Regions from separate parts of the Rattus norvegicus genome. Here region 1 is linked to region 2. Evidence: chromatin contacts called from public Hi-C data. All regions are on one chromosome and are shown on one strand. Each heading gives the region's core, a stretch centred on a gene start, on an enhancer-like site or on the middle of the called end of the contact. The rest is flanking DNA. Distances are from core to core; before and after follow the strand shown. Region 1 holds the start of Nek4 (NIMA-related kinase 4). Region 2 overlaps Rft1 (RFT1 homolog).

Region 1 (4,556 bases), core at 949-3,448, 300 kb after region 2:
CCGTAATGAAAAGATACATCATTAGTCCTTTATGACTATTTTATTACATAATGCCCTCTAAATCTTTCCATGTTATTGATGTTACTGTATCTCAGAATTTGCTTTCTTTTATATCACTTCAGAAGATGCATACACATGCACGAACACATGCACACACACATATACACACATACACACATACACATACACACACATCACATACACACACATCACATACACACATACACACATACACTACACACATATACACACACATCACATACACTACACACATATACACACACATCACATACACACATATACACACATGCACAAACACATCACATACACACATACACACATACACACACATATACACACATACACACACATACACACACCACATATAATATCATCTACTCATCCAATGATAGGAACTTAGCTTGTTCCCATTCTTTGTTCGTGGGAATATCTATGTGATCACAGATGTACAAATATCTGTTTGACTCCCTGTTCTTATTGTATGCACTTATTTATGTATTTATTTTTGGTGTATGTATCCTGAGGTAAAATGGTTTGATTACATGTGTAATTTTTTCAAGGAGCTTGATACCAATTTCCACACAAGCTGAGCCATTTCCCGTTCTCATCAGCAATGCACAGGGTCCTAATTTCTCCATATCCTTTGGTCTATATCTTAATATATTTGAGTGACTGCATCTGCCAAAATGATCTAGTTACACATTTAGGTTTGGTACATTTCTTCGGAATGACAATTTCCTCTCCATAAGAAAACCAAACAAAGGGAACCATAAATGAATATTGAATTCTAGTTAGTGATATTGCTAAAGATAAGCAAAGGCAAGCATTTGCTAGAGCTGAGGGGGCAGACCGTTGTCTAGTAACTATTGACAGTAGTAGCAGGCAAAGCTGAGCTTCATTCAACTGGGCAGAGGTAACTGGGTCTTTTAAAGCGAGAATGAGGGCTGGGCATGGAGGCACACACCTGTAATTCCACACTCAGAAGGCAGAGCCAGCTTCTTCCCTTTCATGCCTGCCATCATTCCAAGTTGTTGAGCCTTATCTGCATGCTGTAGAAGAGACACCATTTCCATTACCTGCTACGCAAAAGCAAATGGATAAGTAAAACTTAAAGATCTTCCTCTCCTGCATGGCTTCCCAAATATTCTCCCCATTCTGTGGCTTGCCATTTGTTATCCTGTGACATTTCCCCCTTTCCCTAGAGTTCTATTCCATACCCCTACGTTAATGCAAATATTATGTTACTTACAGAAGGCAGAGGCAGGCTGATCTCTCTAGAACTCTGGGCTATATGTGCTGACATAGTGAGACCTCTTTTATAAATACACACACACACACACCAACAAATGATGAAGGGAAATAGAGAAGTGAGCACCGAGGCTCCTTGGCAAACTGAAAATTTCCAATTACACACAAGAGATAGGTAGATCTTATCTCAACAACAGTAACATCATCATCATCATCATCATCACCACCACCATCATAAGTAATAGTTGGTTATTGTAAAAGCAATTCCACCAGCTATATTTGCTAGTTGACTATTATAAAAGATGGGATTGTATCTTCCCACACAAAATGGGAATCAAAATTTTTTTTGATGCTCCGTGGAAGTAGCATGAAGCTCTGTGAAGTCTTTCAGGATGGTGGTTTGGCAATCATTCTGTGAGAGATCTTTGCAAGTCTCAGTAAAGCACGCTGAAACTTTTAGGGATGAAGTGTACTGATGTCTTCACTGCACTTTACAAAGCATCAAAAACGCAGGCCGAATACTGGCATGCGACAAAACAGAGCAAACATTGGTGAAATCTAGAGTTGTCCACTTTTTCAACTGAATGTGAGTCAAGCACAGAAACGGCTAATGTTTGTAGAACGAATGAACCATATTCGTAACAGGCTTGAAACCAGCAAGGAGTCATCGAGCAAGTGCAGAACCAAAGCGTAGAAGTGCGGCTCGGGAGTCACTCTGGCCTCCCAGGAGCGACGCTCTATGGCAGGTCCTCCGGGACCGCTCTGGCCGCTTCAGTGACGCATCGATGGTTGGTCATCCCCTTCCCCGCCCCCTCAAGCACCAGGAGCCGCTCTGGCCGCCGCGTCTAGGTCGGCTCTATGGCGCGTCTTCCGACTCTGCGCATGCGCAGGACTACCCCGCCTGTATCGCTATGGTAGCGGCGTCCGGGTGGGCCGGGCCTGGAAGCTCCTACACCGGGTGGGCCGCGATTATGGACGACTTCACTTCCAGTCGGGCATGAGCGGGGCCTCCCGCTGCCTTATGCGCCGCTACCGCAGCTTCCCGACTGTAGGCCTCCTTCGGGAACATGCCCCAAGCCGCATACTGTTACTTGCGGGTCGTGGGCAGGGGTAGTTACGGGGAGGTGACGCTCGTGAAGCATCGGCGGGACGGCAAGCAGGTCGGGGACTTGGGACCTGGCCAGGGGCGATGAGGGAAGGGGTATGGGTACTGCGAGGGCGTCCTCAATTCTACTAGGCCCGGAATGGTGGGCAGGGACTCACCTCGCATACGAGGTCAGCTTCCCAACTTCCCCTATAATAGGAGCCCCAAACTTTGTCTATTCTTTAGAATTAATTAGTGTACTTTATCTACAAACCTGTCACCTGAAAGTTTCTTGAGAACAGGGGCCATGTGTTCCCAAGGCCTAAATCAGTGCCACCTGATAAGCCCTGTCTCTTGTGCAACTTGGGCTGCTTAAAAACTCATCACCTTCTCGCCAGCACTTTCTCACGGTCCCTACTTCAGTGAGTAGCTTGACCAGCCGTGCAGTTTCCGAAGCTGGACTCGAGACAATTATCTGTAATGTCTCCAACGCTGATTATATTCCCGCCACTACTAGGTCAAACCGGCATCTTCATCTCTGTTGGTAACACCCCAATACAGGCCACCAGTCTTTGTAGCTAAATGCCCACTCCTTCCCAACTAGTTCCTGTTACCTGCTTTCTTTTCTCTAACCTGTCACTTCGGCCGCAGGGGTCTTTCTTAAACTAAAATCTGGCATTACTGCTTTGTGTAAAGTACTTTCTGCCATCACCTAAAGGCTAATGAACCAGTTTTTCAGGATGCTTTGCTCTCAGAGTGGCCATAGAATGCTTTGCAAGAGCAGGGACAATTATAAAGCTGATAAGCGATATCTCAGAGTTCTACCCAGACAGTGATAACAACAAGCTGAGAGAGTACACACCCCTTAAGTATAAGACCCACTCTCCTACTCTTCCTCGGGACATATGCTAAATTCTCTGCCTAGAACACAAGCTTTCACATAGGTTGATTGAGTAGGCACCCCGGGGAACTGTGGGACATTTGTGCTAAGAGTGAGAGTTTAGCTATAACAATAATTTTGAGTAGTAGTTTGCACTTCAGGAAACACATTTCTATGTGTGTTTATTGAAGGAGTGAGTATGTGATCTTTGAGATGCTTGAGAGCAGTATATTAGATTGCAAAGGATTTTATTTTTAATGGGATTGGTCCTATGTGGAGGGCCACTGATACTTTAACTTTATTGGGGCCATGAGTATCTAATGCATCTCATTCCGTTCACAGATGCACATTTAAGCTATATCTTAATGCTTATTGATAGGGAGAATTTAGATGTTAAGGACTTTCTTTTTAGTTGGTCTAATAGTATGTTAGGTTCACTTTTTAGTCATTAGTAATTTTTTTTTTTGAGATAGCATATCACTATGTTTGTTTGTCTTCAAAATTCTGGGCCTAAGTCACCCTTCTGCCCCAACCTTCAGAATGGTTGGGATTGCAGAGTCAAGAAGTAGTAAACTGCAAAGGGAAGGGTGACTTGTTCAGCTATGACCTGGGGTGGGCTCGTCTGGCGGACGTAAGTAGTAGAGTACTTGTCTAACGTGTGCCAGGCCCTGTTTAACGCTGGCACGGAACAAAAGCGTAATTGTCAATAGCAAGTATTACCCCCAGTTTTATGCTGTTTTGTTTTGATTTGATTTGATCTGATTGTTCGAGATAGGGTTTCTCTGTGTAGTCCTGGCTGTCCTGGACCTTGCTCAGTAGACCAGGCTGGCCTCAAACTCAGAGATTTGCCTGCCTCCGCCTCTCGAGTGCTGGGATTATATTCACGCACTCACCAGCACCACCTGGCTAAGTTTATGCTTTTTGATCATCTCGCTGCCTCGTCTTCTGTGCATTGTACTGGTAATTTTACGCCTTTTGAAAACAAGTCTCAATAGGTTATCTGATAGACCCCAGAAGGTTGGTTTTTGAAGGCTGGGCATTCACAAGAACTCTTAGCTACTTCTGAACCCCGAGATTCAGTTTTCTTACACCTCGTGAAAGTTTGCATTTCCTTTGCTAGTATGTCATCAAAAAGCTGAACCTCCGGAATGCCTCCAGCCGGGAGCGTCGAGCGGCAGAGCAGGAGGCTCAGCTCCTGTCTCAGTTGAAGCACCCCAACATTGTCACCTACAAAGAGTCATGGGAGGGCGGAGACGGTCTGCTCTACATCGTCATGGGCTTCTGCGAAGGAGGCGATCTGTACCGGAAGCTCAAGGAGCAGAA
Region 2 (4,755 bases), core at 2,031-4,530:
CACAAGTCAGTGTCACCGTCTGAAGCAAGGCTAACACTGTTGGCAGTGGTGTGAGCGCTTTATGGTTTAACGGGCAGCTCATACTGAAAGCACCTGCATCTGTATTGTTGAGATCGTAAAGGCTGACTCCATGCTTGGTGTGACTCAGGGCGCAGATATCCAGGAAGGGACATTTCTAGGCCTCAGAGAGTTTCCTATTGATTTGGGAGGCAACAGGGATAGATCTGAAGCCTGCAGATTCTGGCTTTTTGTTTGTTTGGTTTTGTGTTTTGTGTTTTTGTTTGCTTGCTCTTTAGTGCTAACTCTTGGGCTCAGACAGTCTTGTCTGATCCTCCCAGGGGTTGGAACTGTAGACTGCAACTACAGTCCTTATTTTTAAAGAGAAACCATTGGCCTCTGTGACTCATGCAGCTCCTGTGAAGACTTCAGGAGCTCCATGGAGCTCTTTGTACTTTGAAAAGGACCATTTGAGATGAGCATGATAGCGTAGGCCTGCAATCCCAGCTGCTCGAGAGGCTGAGGTAGGAGGACAAGACTTCCTGGAGTTCCTGGGCTGTATGGTGAGTTCATGCTGCCTGGGCAACTTAGAGAGACCCCGCCCCACGTTTAAAAACAGAGAAAAGTATGAGGATATAGCTAGTATTTGTAAGACCCTGCTATCGTCTCCTTCTGGCGCTCAGAGGAGTTAAGTGACTTAACCCCAAACCAGACAGCTTGTTTTTATTCACTTCCTTGTAATTGCTTTCTGTGGACCAGGCTTGGTCTGTGTGGTTAACCAGTTTTCTAAAAAGAATCGGGCTTATTGCCCATGCTAGTTTTTTATTTACTGAAAGATTGGGAAGTTCCAGGTAGGTAAATTACTCAGGCTTGTTATTTCTAAAGGGGTAAAGAGAGGAAGGAGTCTTAGGCCAGGTGTAATGGTGTGTGCATTTAATCCCGACATTTGGGAGGCAGGTAGATCTCTGTAAGTTCAAGGCCAGCCTGGTCTGCATAGTGAGTCCCTGCCCCCAAACGATCACCAAACAAACAACAAGAAGAGAACAGCCTGTCTTCAGCGCTCCCGTGAGCAGCGTACCTGCATGTCTCCTTGAGAGCTTTCTACACCAGGCTCCTGTAAAACTACTCACAGTCACGTGTAAGATCAGCTGCGCCAAACGTTAAGGTTTCCTTTCCTAGTCTTCTAGAATTCTGTTTGTTTTTTTAAAATAGGTATTCATTTGGGTTTATAATAAAATAACGGCACCTCAAATGATGGCCACTTTTTATATTCTTTGGCATGTCTGAGTAACCTGAAATATTTAAGCTGCAGCATTCACCTCGGCAAGCATGTGTTCAGCATGACCCATGTTGAATGCACTGTGCAGAGAGCCGATACACTCAGCAACCACGCTGCAAGACTGCACTTAGTGGTGCCATCAGAGCAGGTGATCGGATGGGTGGAGATTCTACCTGGGAGCTTTCAGGAAGGCTTCCTGGAGGAAGCTGCTTTTTTTTAGATTTATTTATTTATTTAATGTATATGCGTACACTGTATCCGTCTTCAGACACACCAGAAAAGGGCATCGGATCCCATTACAGATGGTTGTGAGCCACCATGTGGGTGCTGGGAATTGAACTCAGGACCTCTGGAAGAGCAGTCGGTGCTCTTAACTGCTGAGCCATCTCTCCAGCCCGGAAGCTGCTTTTGAGCTAGAGCTTAACAGGGGTGGCAGAAGTGAACTGGGATGTGTGGTGATACAGAGAACCACAGGAAGACAAAAGATAGGCTCAGCCTGTTCTGTGGCCTGCGTCGGGTTGGGATTGACATATGGGTTGAGTAGACCAGACAGGGAGAGGGAAAGAAGGGTGGATGGAGTCATAGAGGGAGCTGAACATGGCGTGTGGGCTCTCTGCAAGTGGCAGTGACTTCAGTCGAGTGGAAGGTGACCTTGCTGGGGGCAGTGGAACTTATGGATGGTTTGATTTTAGAATGCAAAAGGATTTGCTATTTTTAATCTTTAAAGTTAAATCTGTTCTTCAACAATTTCGCACACGTACAATCCTTTACTCAAAGACTCACCCTCTCCCAGCTTCCTACTACCCTCATCTACCCTGCCACCTCCCACAGACCTCTTTCTCATTTCATGACTCAAAGGCCACATTCTCAGTCCCAACCCTGAATGCTCCGTCCACCCTGGGCGTCCGCTCCGAGGACACTGAATGACACAGTGTGGTTGACTGAGTGGACGCTCCCCACCACAGCAGTCCAGCATGGATTCCGCCAAGGACGCGCCTGCTGTGGAGGGTCCACAGTTTTCTGTTTTATTTTGTGTCCCACTGAGTTTAGCAGGGACTTCTGTGTGACTGTGGTCTGCAGTTATTGTTGGAACCAGATGGGCATCCAAGTGCAGACGGGGGCTCTCCTTCTTCCAGAGTCTAACAGGGTCTAAGGTAACCCAGCTTCCTGAGTGCTGGGTTACAGGCGTGGGCTGTCACACACATCTGAAGGTTTTTCTAATGGTGCCGTGTAAAGGTGCTTCATGTATCTTGTTTTTCTCTCATTTAGTCTCCTACCACCTCCATCAAATAGGACTTGTTTCTCTCTTTTTGAGACGGGGGTCTCACTGTGTAGCTGGCCTTAGGCTCTTAGTCCCTCCTGCCTTGAGTGCTCTTACTACAGGCATGTGTCACCATGCCTACCTGACCTTAAATGTGAAGTAGAACTTAATCCCATTTTGCAGATGACAAAACCAAGCCTTAGCAAAGTTAACTGTCTAGCCTGTGGCCTTTGGGCTAAGTCAAGAAGCAGTATAAGCCCTAGACTCTAAGCTTGATGCCAAAGCGCAATCTACAGTGAAGGTTGCCCTAGACAGGTTAAGAGTACGACATCTCTGCGGGAGGCTGGCAGCGCTGCAGGTACGAAGTGAGAAGGATGGTCCTGAGGTGGGTGAAAACAGGAGGCAAGTTTGAGGCCATCTGTGGCCTGTAAGAAGAGAAAGTGGGGAGGGGAGTGCTGTAGGTGGTAGAGGTGATGGGCTGTGGCCTCCGCTTCCCGGTGACTTACCAGTGTGGGAGGGACACAGCTGATCATCCGAGTCACAGAAGTTTGGGAAGGGAGCAATGACTCAGCAGGATGAGCCTGGTTCTCGTTCTTGGCCTTTCCTGCAGTTCCTGTCCATCACCTTTCACCTCCCAAGCCTCGGTGTGTCCATTAGCCCAGCATGGATGTCTGCTTAGGAACAGAGTGCAATTGGACCAACCCAGCGTTGTTAGCTAGTCTCCTTCACCAGGCCAAGCAAGGTCTATTCTGGATAGGTACAAGGGTACAAGTCCCCAGAATTTGCTTCTTCTTTTCTACCCCCAGTGGCCTGAGAACCAGAGCCGAGAGTGGACTTCTGCAAACGTGTTCTGAATGAGTGCTTCAGCTGTATTAAGCAGTGTAGCCATTCCTTCTGAGCCACAGGCCATCGACCCTGAAGCATTAGGAGAGGAAGTCCTTGATTATAAGCTTCCAGACTAGTCACTCTCCCAAGGACTTTCTACTCTGAAAGCTGAATTATTTCCTCAAACACATTACTACCTACTGGCAAGCAGGCTTCCAAAATGGAGTCTGGACGACTGGCTCAGACCTCCAATCCCAGCAGTTGAGAGCGTGAAGAGGAAGGATGCCTGCAAGTGTTTGAAGCCAGCCTGGGCTACCTAAGTGAGACTCTGTCTTGGTGGGACACACACACACACACACACACACACACACACACACACACACACACACACACACACGACCCCATGGGCAAACTTCAACTTTTCATTTCCTCTGAACACACCTCAGGAGTTACAGCATGGATCCCTCAGAGGACAGCACTGTGCCACAACAGGGGTGATGGGAAAGATGACTTCCTCACTTCCTCCTCACTTCCCCGAGCTGCCCATGGGCAGACTCTGAGGATTAGCGGTCCACAGTGCCCTCTTGTGGTGTTGTCTGGCAGCTCTCGTCCTGGAGAAAAGCGATGGTTGGGCAGTGTTAAACAGGTGTGACTCGGGGCTGGAGATTTAGCTCAGTGGTAGAGCACTTACCTAGGAAGTGCAAGGCCCTGGGTTCGGTCCCCAGCTCCGGAAAAAAAAAGAACAAAAAAAAAAAAAAAAACAAAAAAAAAACCATGGTGTGACTCAGTTCCTGTGCCCCTTTAGGGCTAGAGATGCCTTGGTGCCTGCTCAGAGCTTACCAGCTCCCTGTGGGCAGTGCAGTCTGGGAGGACTCAGGCCTGTGTTCTCCTTGTCTGTAAGAAAAGGGAAGAGGAGTCAGGGCTGAGAGGAGCCCTGCGTTCTTGGAGTTCTCTTGGAGTTCTCTCTCGTCGTCGCCTGTGACTGTAGAGCATTTTGGAATAATTGGGGTTGAGGCAACAGCAAGGTTAGAATACACACTGCCATTAAAGGTTAGAGCAGAAAAAATAACTCCAAGTGCTGCCTTAGTTCCCTACAGTCAGCACACGGCAAAAGTGGTATTTCCAGTTAAGTTAAGACCGGGAGGCAGGATGTGATGGTGTGCCTATAATTCCAGCACTTGGTAGGTGGGGCAGGAGTTCAGTGTCATCCTCAGCTTAGCTATGGATTGGGTTCAAGGCTACATGGGCCATATCAGACCCTACCTTAAAAATAAGAACAGGGCTACCTCATCTGTCAGGGCCTTTGCCTGATTTCAGTTTCCAACACCATATGAACCAGATATGGTGGACTTGGAAGCTGAGGGCAAGAGGATAGAGTGTTCAAGTCATCTTT

Evidence for each region. Hi-C and Micro-C count contacts between places; a contact is called where the count stands out from the background.
Region 1: a Hi-C map of mammary epithelial cells shows a contact between it and region 2, with 1.9 times the contacts expected there. The contact joins the promoter of Nek4 here to the enhancer-like site in region 2. A contact is called at or near these places in 4 of 12 Hi-C or Micro-C datasets (the Rat2 cell line, Schwann cells, liver and 1 more).

Annotation. Positions count from the first base shown.
Region 1 is chr16:6,149,221-6,153,776 of GRCr8, forward strand. Nek4 (NIMA-related kinase 4) reads left to right here and starts at 2,199. Exons shown (of 15, transcript NM_001013134.2): 1 at 2,199-2,429; 2 at 4,354-4,556. The coding sequence starts at 2,337.
Region 2 is chr16:5,848,386-5,853,140 of GRCr8, forward strand. All of the region lies in intron 6 of Rft1 (RFT1 homolog), which reads left to right. Among named protein-coding and RNA genes, the nearest start is that of Rft1, 17 kb to the left of the region's middle. Within about 2 kb of position 3,281, at least 7 of the 93 cell types and tissues checked have an H3K27ac peak or open chromatin away from gene starts, as enhancers often do.